Regions from separate parts of the Zea mays genome. Here all the other regions are linked to region 2. The links are chromatin contacts, called in public Hi-C and HiChIP or PLAC-seq maps. All regions are on one chromosome and are shown on one strand. Each heading gives the region's core, a stretch centred on a gene start, on an enhancer-like site or on the middle of the called end of the contact. The rest is flanking DNA. Distances are from core to core; before and after follow the strand shown. Region 1 holds the start of LOC100383556. Region 2 holds the start of LOC100382143. Region 3 holds the start of LOC100383002 (pink scutellum 1).

Region 1 (2,700 bases), core at 177-2,676, 430 kb after region 2:
GAGCTCATTAGCTACTACTATGGCGCTAAAGGCTAGTTGCCAAAGATTCCGGAAATTTTGCCTGCTCCACCGCACCTTTCCGTTCTCATGGGTTATGTGGACACTAGCTGGCAGTAGTCAATTAGGTTTGCATTCATTTTATTTGAGCTAATGCTTCTATTAATCATTGATTGACGACCATGGCCTGGTGTTTGGGTTACTGACGAAATCACTGCTCCTTTGTTTCAGCTGCGGCAGATCTTTCGGTCCGATGTCTGGCGATCAACATCATGCTGGGGCAAGCGAGCCAGCGCTTCGCCCCCATGTGCCTTGGTCCGCGCCGGTGGATGCGGCGGATGCACCCAGATCCTGTTCGCTCTGCAGATGACAAGTATTCTTGGGATGGAAATGGGTCAAAATCGGCCGGGTTGATCCATTGGATAGTTGACTTAGTCTTGGTGCCAAGGGCCAGGTGGGCCACCTTCCCATCCTCACCTCGTCAAAAAAACCGTGGGGCCTTGGGGAGTTGGGGGTGTGGCCTGTCTCTTTTGATAGATCGAGCCAGCTGGTATGGTAGGCGTCTGTGTGCGCGCTGCATTTGAGCACTTTGCCGCGTGCAAGTTGTTGCTTGCTAGAGACGCCGGTAATACATCTACTCGTACTCTCTGTTGTCGATCCGATGCACTACATGTTACCCAAGGCTGGCATCGTACTGGGGACTCGCGAAATCGAGATTGCCAACTTGTTTCGTGAGAGACGCGACACAAGTTTGGCCGAAAGTTACCAGATTTGATGAGTTGGGACGTACGGAATTATGTTTTGAAATGAAAGAACGCACAGGCTCAGGAAGCCCATACATTCACACATGGACCGCAGGTACGAACCCCCCAGTGTAGTGTGATAGGCGTGGGTTAATTTGCAGAGATCGGGTCGTGTAATCGTGTTGGTTAAACTTAAACCATCTAGCCGATCCGTTGCCACGGCCACCGCTAGCGATCAAATGAAAGCAAGGATACGACGACGGGGCAGCGGCCATGACCAACCACTGGTCCATCCATCCATGCAATGCTCGCCTCCTCTCCTCTCCTCGGTAGGTGGGCAGGGCAGGCGAGGAGGTGTTAAGGCATGAGCTGTCCCCTCCTTCCTCGTTGTCGTCTTCGCGTGCGCAAACAGACACATACAGGGACGCCGACGCGCAGTTGCCCAGCCGCCCGAGCTGTCAGCCAGCCTGCTGCCTGCCACGCTGTTCCGCAACGCCGCAGTTGGGAAGCTAGCTAGCCGGGGGCCCGTGCGGGCGTGCGGGCCAGGTTGCTCCGTCCGGCGGTGAGGACGGGCGGGGCACCTCTAAATTAGGGGGCTGCTCAGTTGTCGTCGGTAGCACACAGCTGCGCAACCCAACCATAAAGGCGTCTCCTCGGCAGACTCCGACCGCTGCCCTGCCCTGGACATCCATCATCAGCCCACCCCACCCCCGCCTTCTCCTTCCTCCCGCCCGCCCGCCCGCCGCGTGCGTTCTCCTCCCTTCCCTCCTCTCGCCTGAGAGGAAAAGGGGGAGGGGCGCACAGAGAGGAGGAGGAGCTACCGGAGGTGGTGGAGGAACAACCAGCAGGGCCCGGCCGGCCGCCTAGTCCGTCCGTCGTCCAATCCTCCTCCAGGCGCACACATCGTCATCGTCAACAACGACAACATGGCTGCTGTAAGTAACATCTCCCATAGATCGCACTCCTCAATTGTGTGGCATCCACGCATCCAAAACGATGCATGGCATTGGCATGAGCTGGGACGGCTGCTCCGGCATGTGTTTATTGCTCCGGGCATGAACTGAACTGGGACGGCCTGCGTGGCCTGCTGCTGCAAATTTCATTATTACTCATCCACATGTGCCGTGACATAAATGTGTTTTTATTACTACTGCTCCGAAGCTAGTAGGGTAGTTTATCGAAGTACTGCATGTGCTCCGCTGCATGATGATCGCATTGGGATTATCATGCATGCCTCCTTCCAGCCCCGGAACCGTGCCCATGTGCCCCCACGTTGAATATGATGATTGCTGTGCATTTTTTAGTTATATGTTCTAGTCATGAACGCATAAAAAATGTTCCAGTCTTGTGTATCCGTCATCTTCCAGCTCGTCTATGGACCTGTGATTAAAGAGAATGGCTAATTGCTAGCTAAACAAAAAAAAAAACAGTTTTAAATGTTTCTAAACAAGATGTGTCTAACAGGCGAGCTAATTATTGTTTTTACTAATTCTTTTTAACCAACTTAAAGCTAATCCGAAATCACTTTTAGCCCAACCGATAACTAGACAGGCGTATATGGTGCGGGAACTGTATCATCGTCTTTATTATATTTTGCATTCTCACGCACCATCCAAATCCATTCACGATTCATCGCTATCTGAACATGGGGGCGCCGCTCCTGACTTCCCCAAGGCACATGGCGTGTGATCCCGTGCTTGGATTGGACGACTCGCCGGTCGCCGCTCTCGTAGTCCTCACGGGTCACACACCCATGTGCTGCGCCGCGCGCCCTTCATCCTCAGTTGTCAGCCCATGTCACGGCGTCGGCTCCTCAGTAGTCTGCCTGCCCTCAGGAGGTCGACTTGCATCCCGGTCCGGATGTGATCCTTCGTACCCTTTGAGTTTCAGCTAAGCGAGTACCTACTACGTACTAGCTGTATCTCTGCGACGTGCCGGTGCTCGCACGCAACTACGGACT
Region 2 (2,700 bases), core at 193-2,692:
GACCGAATCGTCCAGCATCTCTGTCCTGTTCAGCGGCTCAACACTTTCCGCACAGTCCACCACCCGGTGCTCGGGCACATCGACTCCGAACAATCGCTGGTCCAGGGTGAAGTAGACCACATTGGAGTCTACCGGGGAGACGCCCACGAGCCCGGGAGATTTCCGTGGCAGCCCGGTTTGGATGTAGCTTTCGTCGTCCCAGATGTCGTCGAAGCTTTCATTATAGTTGGTGATCCATCGCTCCGGGTTTCGATACCACATGTGCACCGTCGCTGCTTGGTCGTGTTTGCGGATGATCTGCACGTACCGCAACACGTTCTCGCTTACAGCGACGCAGCGGCTGTAGTGGAGGTCCGGCGCGTGTCCGTCGCGGAGAACGCAACCACGCGGGAGGCGGAAGAAGGACAATATTTGCTCCTCGTGCGGCTGGGTGAGGTCGTCGCAGAAGATGATCCCCCACGAGAGGTCGAACCAGAAGACCACGTTGCCTATGGTGACAGAGCCGTGGGGTACCCAATGCCGGCGGCTCTCCCACCAGAAGGGGTAAGCAAAGTAGTTCGAGTACCAGACGCCATCCTCCGTTCTTATGTAGATGACGCTGGATTCGTCTTGATTATCTGTGGGAACAACGAGCTCGGCAATCAGGTAGTGACCTGTTTCGTGGTTGCATATTAAGCCGACGCTCTCGATATTGGCTAGGGCGGGTATATTGACGTTGTCCTCGGGGCGGTCGGGTACGTGCACAGCGCGCGCCTCGATCTGGCCATTGTCTGACCTGCGGAAGTGGCGCACCACCACGAGGTTGCTGTGGTTGGGTTCCTTCTCGAAGTTGGTGCCGTAGAAGGGAGCGATGGAGAAGTGGACGAGGAGGCAGAAGCGTCCGGAGGCGATGATGTAGGGGTACATGTCGGGTCTCGCGGGGTCGGGATGGGAACCGGGGCCCGCGACGAGGTCCGTTAGCCACGGCGGTGGCGCGACCCATATGGTGAAGTCGGGTTCCGCCGCGCCGTGCGCCGCGTGCGCCGCCTCCGACGCTGCTGCGTCCGTGTTCACGTTCAAGATGCTCTCCTCCAGCTGAGCCTGCTGTTCCTCCTCTTCGGCTTCGGCTTCGGCTCCGCCTTCCCCGACCTCGGCTTGCTGATCATCATGCGCCTCCACCACCGCGTCCACGGCCGCGGCGTGCTGCTCCTCCTGCGCCTGCGCGTCCTCCTCGGCTTGAGCTTCGCCGACCACGGCGTGCTCCTCCGCGTCCTCGACCTCGAGCATGTCGTCGTCGTCGCGGGGCGGGTTGACGTAGAGTATTCGGCCTAGGATCAGCCAAGGCCTCTCCATTGGCGCTTGCTGGTACGCTTGGCTTCCTGCAGCGATTGAGAGGAGGAGGGAGACCAGACCACGCTGGGGCCGTTGAGGCGAGAGGGTAGCCGGGGGTGATTTGGCGGTGGCCTAGCGATTCGGCGGAAACTGGCAGGACGACAGGATAGGGATTTGCAGAACAACGGTTAATTCTTCACGAACATCCGGATCATTCCCTGGGCCGTGATGGGCCTTTGCAGGCCTAACCCAAGAGATAGCTCCAAGCAATCCAGTACCGTGCAGTTCTCAATTCACCAATAATCCATGCAATTGATCTTCTATAATATAAAAAGAGGAAGAAATAGTTTGGTACCCAAAAATGGAATTTCCTTTGCGACGAAAGAAAATATTATTATTACGTGTGTGGCAATTTTGACCCACACATCAGGTGCCCCAAAGCGCGTGTTGGATGACTACCAATGCTGCCAACCTAAACAACAACTTCATAAAAAGCACTTTTGTATCTGTGGGGGAGAGCCTTTGTCGTCGAATATCTACAAGTTACTAACTACTACATTAAAAGTAGGTTTCAGATATAGGTCGTTACCTTGGTCATCAAGCCGAAGCTAACAATATAGATGAAACTAAAGAAAGTCAGGAGCATTAATGTAAAGCCTAAAATTTACATAAAAGAAAAATAATAAAATAAATATATGTTAGTGTTTTGGGGACTATGGAACCTTTGGAGATTATTTGGTTTCTTTTTCTTTTGCATATTCAATTAATGGACTTTAATTAGCCAACTAACAAATAAATAAATACAAAACATGCACCTTGTCGGTGTTTTGGGTCCGACCGCACACCCGGGGTTGCCCCTCAAGGTGTTTTTAGGAGTAGAACGGTGTCAACGACTGTAGCAAAATGGTTCGTGCCGATTGCACGAGGGACAATGGACAAGATTTGCAGGTTCGGGCCGCTTAGAAGTGCGTAACACCCTACGTCCTGGTGAGTATATGAGCGTGGTTACAAGAGGGTTCTCTGATAGAGGGCGCAGAGAGTTTTACGTGGGTGGCTATGTCAAACAGGGTCGATCCTTCTGAAGGGGTGCCCCCTAGGCCTTATATACTCGACCGTAGGGCAGTACACGTGGGTATGATAACAACAAGTAGCTAAAAGGTAGTGAATCTCCTGAGTTTATCCCTACGTAACCCTCGCCGACTTATCCTCGCATGGCTCCATTGCATGGGGGCTTCAGCGCGGGAAAGTCGGGTCTCCGTTGCGATTTACTCGTTCGACGATGTGGGCCGTCCGGGCTTGCACCAATCTGGTCTCACGTCTTCTCTTCTTTGTTGGTTGTCTTTCCCCAGGCCCACGAAAGAATGACCTTACGAATTATTGGGCCCTCGG
Region 3 (2,700 bases), core at 52-2,551, 270 kb before region 2:
GGTGGCCGCGGAGGGCGGGAACATGCGGAGCACGGAGGTCGACAACGCTGCCGCGGCGTGGGACTACTCGCTGGAGTCGTAGAACATGGCGGAAGAGGACACGTTCTTGGATGCCGGGGCCGGCGGGTGAGGGAGGCGCTCGACGACCTCGTCGAGGACGGGGACCAACACGTCGTCTGCAAGCTCGAAGTTGGTGGTGGCATGGGGCCCACTTAGCTGGATGGTGGCTGAGTGCGGCCTCCTCGGTGGTATCAAAGTCGACGAGTCAGATGCGCACATGACGCTAGGGGTCGCGGATCTCTGCTGTGTACTTGCCCCATGGTCGGCGCCGCACTCTGTAGTACTGGGGCTCGGTGTCGGCGTCGTTCGACTTCCTCTCCCGCTCTGTGAGGGCCAACAGCCTGGGCCACTCCCTCGCCGTGGCCCGCATGGACGACGCCTCCTCCTTCAGTGCTCGCTCCAGACGGATCTCCTAGATGTAGTGCTTCACCCTATGGACGGCGAGCACCATGGACGGCGGCTGTTGCGTGGGGAGCGGGGTGCGGGCGACAGAGCGTAACGGCGACGGGAGCGGAAGGGCGCCTAGGGAGGCGTGGAGCACGGGCTGGGCCAGAGCAGGCACCGCCCAGGCGATGCCTCCGGCGCTGGGGACGCAAGGCAGGGGCGGGGGATGTGCCACTGCGTGGGCGTGGGCGAGATCCAAGGGCGGGGGCTCGGCAGGGGTCGCGAGTGTGGGAAAGAGAGAGGCGGGGGCACGACGGGGGCATGGAAGGTGTGGACGCCTTCGTTGTAGTCTTAATAGGAGTAGTATAGATTAGTCATAGATCTAAAAGTGCACTGCATAATACAGTAGTTAGCTTTTTCTTGCTTTAACCTTTATGTTACATGATCGAAACTCGCATTAGGCCAGTCGCCCAGACACAGAGAGGAAACATCGTCTGGTCATTGTAAGGCCTGAATAAACATGGGGTCGGGGCATGGCAATTCCCGGTAACCACCAGCGCAATTTGGACGGTTTGAAAGGTGACAAGTAGTGGGGGTAAGCTTCCGATGCTGCGCTCGTGGTGGTTGTGAAGGCCGGCGTTGTCTCTTACCTGCGAAGGCCGGCGCAGGATCTATCGGTAGAATCGGCCAGCAGCGTTTTCGTGGACTTGTCCTTCGTCTTTAAGGCCAAAAGTAATATTCAAAAAACATTTGAGGTGCTTGGGTGAAGAATGCCACAATGGAATTGGATCGACGGTGGTGCCCCCACTCAAAGCAGCTGCAGCTTATCACCACCGCCTCAGGCTCAGGATTGCACGGCTCCGCCGCGCTCGAATTCCCCCCACCTTCCACCAGGCCAGCACCATGGCCACTACCGCCCTCCTCCTCCGCACTCACCACCATCCCTGCAAGCCGCCGGCGCCGCGCGCGTCCGTACTCTGCCGCGCCACGGCGGGGATGGCTGGGCCGGCGTCGGCCGCGGCGCTGCGGTCCCTGGCCCCGCCCACGCGGCCGGAGCTGCTGTCGCTCGACCTGCCCCGCTACGACCCAGCGCCCGCCCGCCCCGTGGACCTCGCCGTGGTGGGCGGCGGGCCCGCGGGCCTCGCTGTGGCGCAGCGCGTCGCGGAGGCGGGCCTGTCGGTGTGCGCCATCGACCCGTCCCCCGCGGTCGTGTGGCCCAACAACTACGGCGTGTGGGTGGACGAGTTCGAGGCCATGGGCCTCTCCCACTGCCTCGACACCGTCTGGCCCTCCGCCTCCGTCTTCATCGACGATGGCGGCGCCAAGTCGCTCGACCGCCCCTACGCCCGCGTCGCGCGCCGCAAGCTCAAGTCCACCATGATGGACCGCTGCGTCGCCAACGGCGTCGTCTTCCACCAGGCCAAGGTCGCCAAGGCCGTCCACTACGACGCCTCGTCCCTCCTCATCTGTGACGACGGCGTCGCCGTCCCGGCAAGCGTCGTGCTCGACGCCACGGGCTTCTCGCGCTGCCTCGTGCAGTACGACAAGCCGTACAACCCGGGGTACCAGGTCGCCTACGGCATCCTCGCCGAGGTCGACGCCCACCCGTTCGACATCGACAAGATGCTCTTCATGGACTGGCGCGACTCGCACCTCCCCGAAGGGTCGGAGATCAGGGAGCGCAACCGCCGCATCCCCACCTTCCTCTACGCCATGCCCTTCTCCCCCACCAGGATCTTCCTCGAGGAGACGTCCCTGGTCGCGCGCCCGGGGCTCGCCATGGACGACATCCAGGAGCGCATGGCCGCGCGCCTCAGGCACCTGGGTATACGCGTCCGAAGCGTCGAGGAGGACGAGCGCTGCGTCATCCCCATGGGAGGGCCGCTGCCCGTCCTGCCGCAGAGGGTTGTCGGCATCGGCGGCACGGCAGGGATGGTGCACCCGTCCACGGGCTACATGGTGGCGCGCACGCTTGCCACCGCGCCTATCGTGGCGGACGCCATCGTAAGGTTCCTCGACACCGGCACCGGCAACGGCATGGGTGGCCTGGCAGGGGACGCGCTCTCCGCCGAGGTGTGGAAGCAGCTGTGGCCAGCCAACAGGCGGCGGCAGAGGGAGTTCTTCTGCTTCGGCATGGACGTCCTGCTCAAGCTGGACCTCGAGGGAACGCGGCGGTTCTTCGACGCCTTCTTCGACCTGGAGCCACACTACTGGCACGGTTTCCTGTCATCCAGACTGTTCCTGCCGGAGCTCTTG

Evidence for each region. Hi-C and Micro-C count contacts between places; a contact is called where the count stands out from the background. HiChIP or PLAC-seq counts read pairs in DNA pulled down with a chosen protein or histone mark.
Region 1: a contact with region 2 is called in a Hi-C map of ear, with 7 times the contacts expected there. The contact joins the promoter of LOC100383556 here to the promoter of LOC100382143 in region 2. A contact is called at or near these places in 11 of 25 Hi-C or Micro-C datasets (bundle sheath, ear, endosperm and 3 more) and 1 of 3 datasets of contacts at active chromatin or transcription factors (leaf).
Region 3: a contact with region 2 is called in an H3K4me3 HiChIP or PLAC-seq map of leaf, with 3 times the contacts expected there. The contact joins the promoter of LOC100383002 here to the promoter of LOC100382143 in region 2. A contact is called at or near these places in 4 of 25 Hi-C or Micro-C datasets (bundle sheath, ear, leaf and 1 more) and 1 of 3 datasets of contacts at active chromatin or transcription factors (leaf).

Annotation. Positions count from the first base shown.
Region 1 is chr5:102,216,795-102,219,494 of Zm-B73-REFERENCE-NAM-5.0, reverse strand. LOC100383556 reads left to right here and starts at 1,426. Exons shown (of 2, transcript NM_001346741.1): 1 at 1,426-1,675. The coding sequence starts at 1,667.
Region 2 is chr5:102,645,091-102,647,790 of Zm-B73-REFERENCE-NAM-5.0, reverse strand. LOC100382143 reads right to left here and starts at 1,442. Exons shown (of 3, transcript NM_001174903.1): 1 at 1-1,442. The coding sequence starts at 1,332.
Region 3 is chr5:102,919,453-102,922,152 of Zm-B73-REFERENCE-NAM-5.0, reverse strand. LOC100383002 (pink scutellum 1) reads left to right here and starts at 1,301. Exons shown (of 1, transcript NM_001175684.1): 1 at 1,301-2,700. The coding sequence starts at 1,348.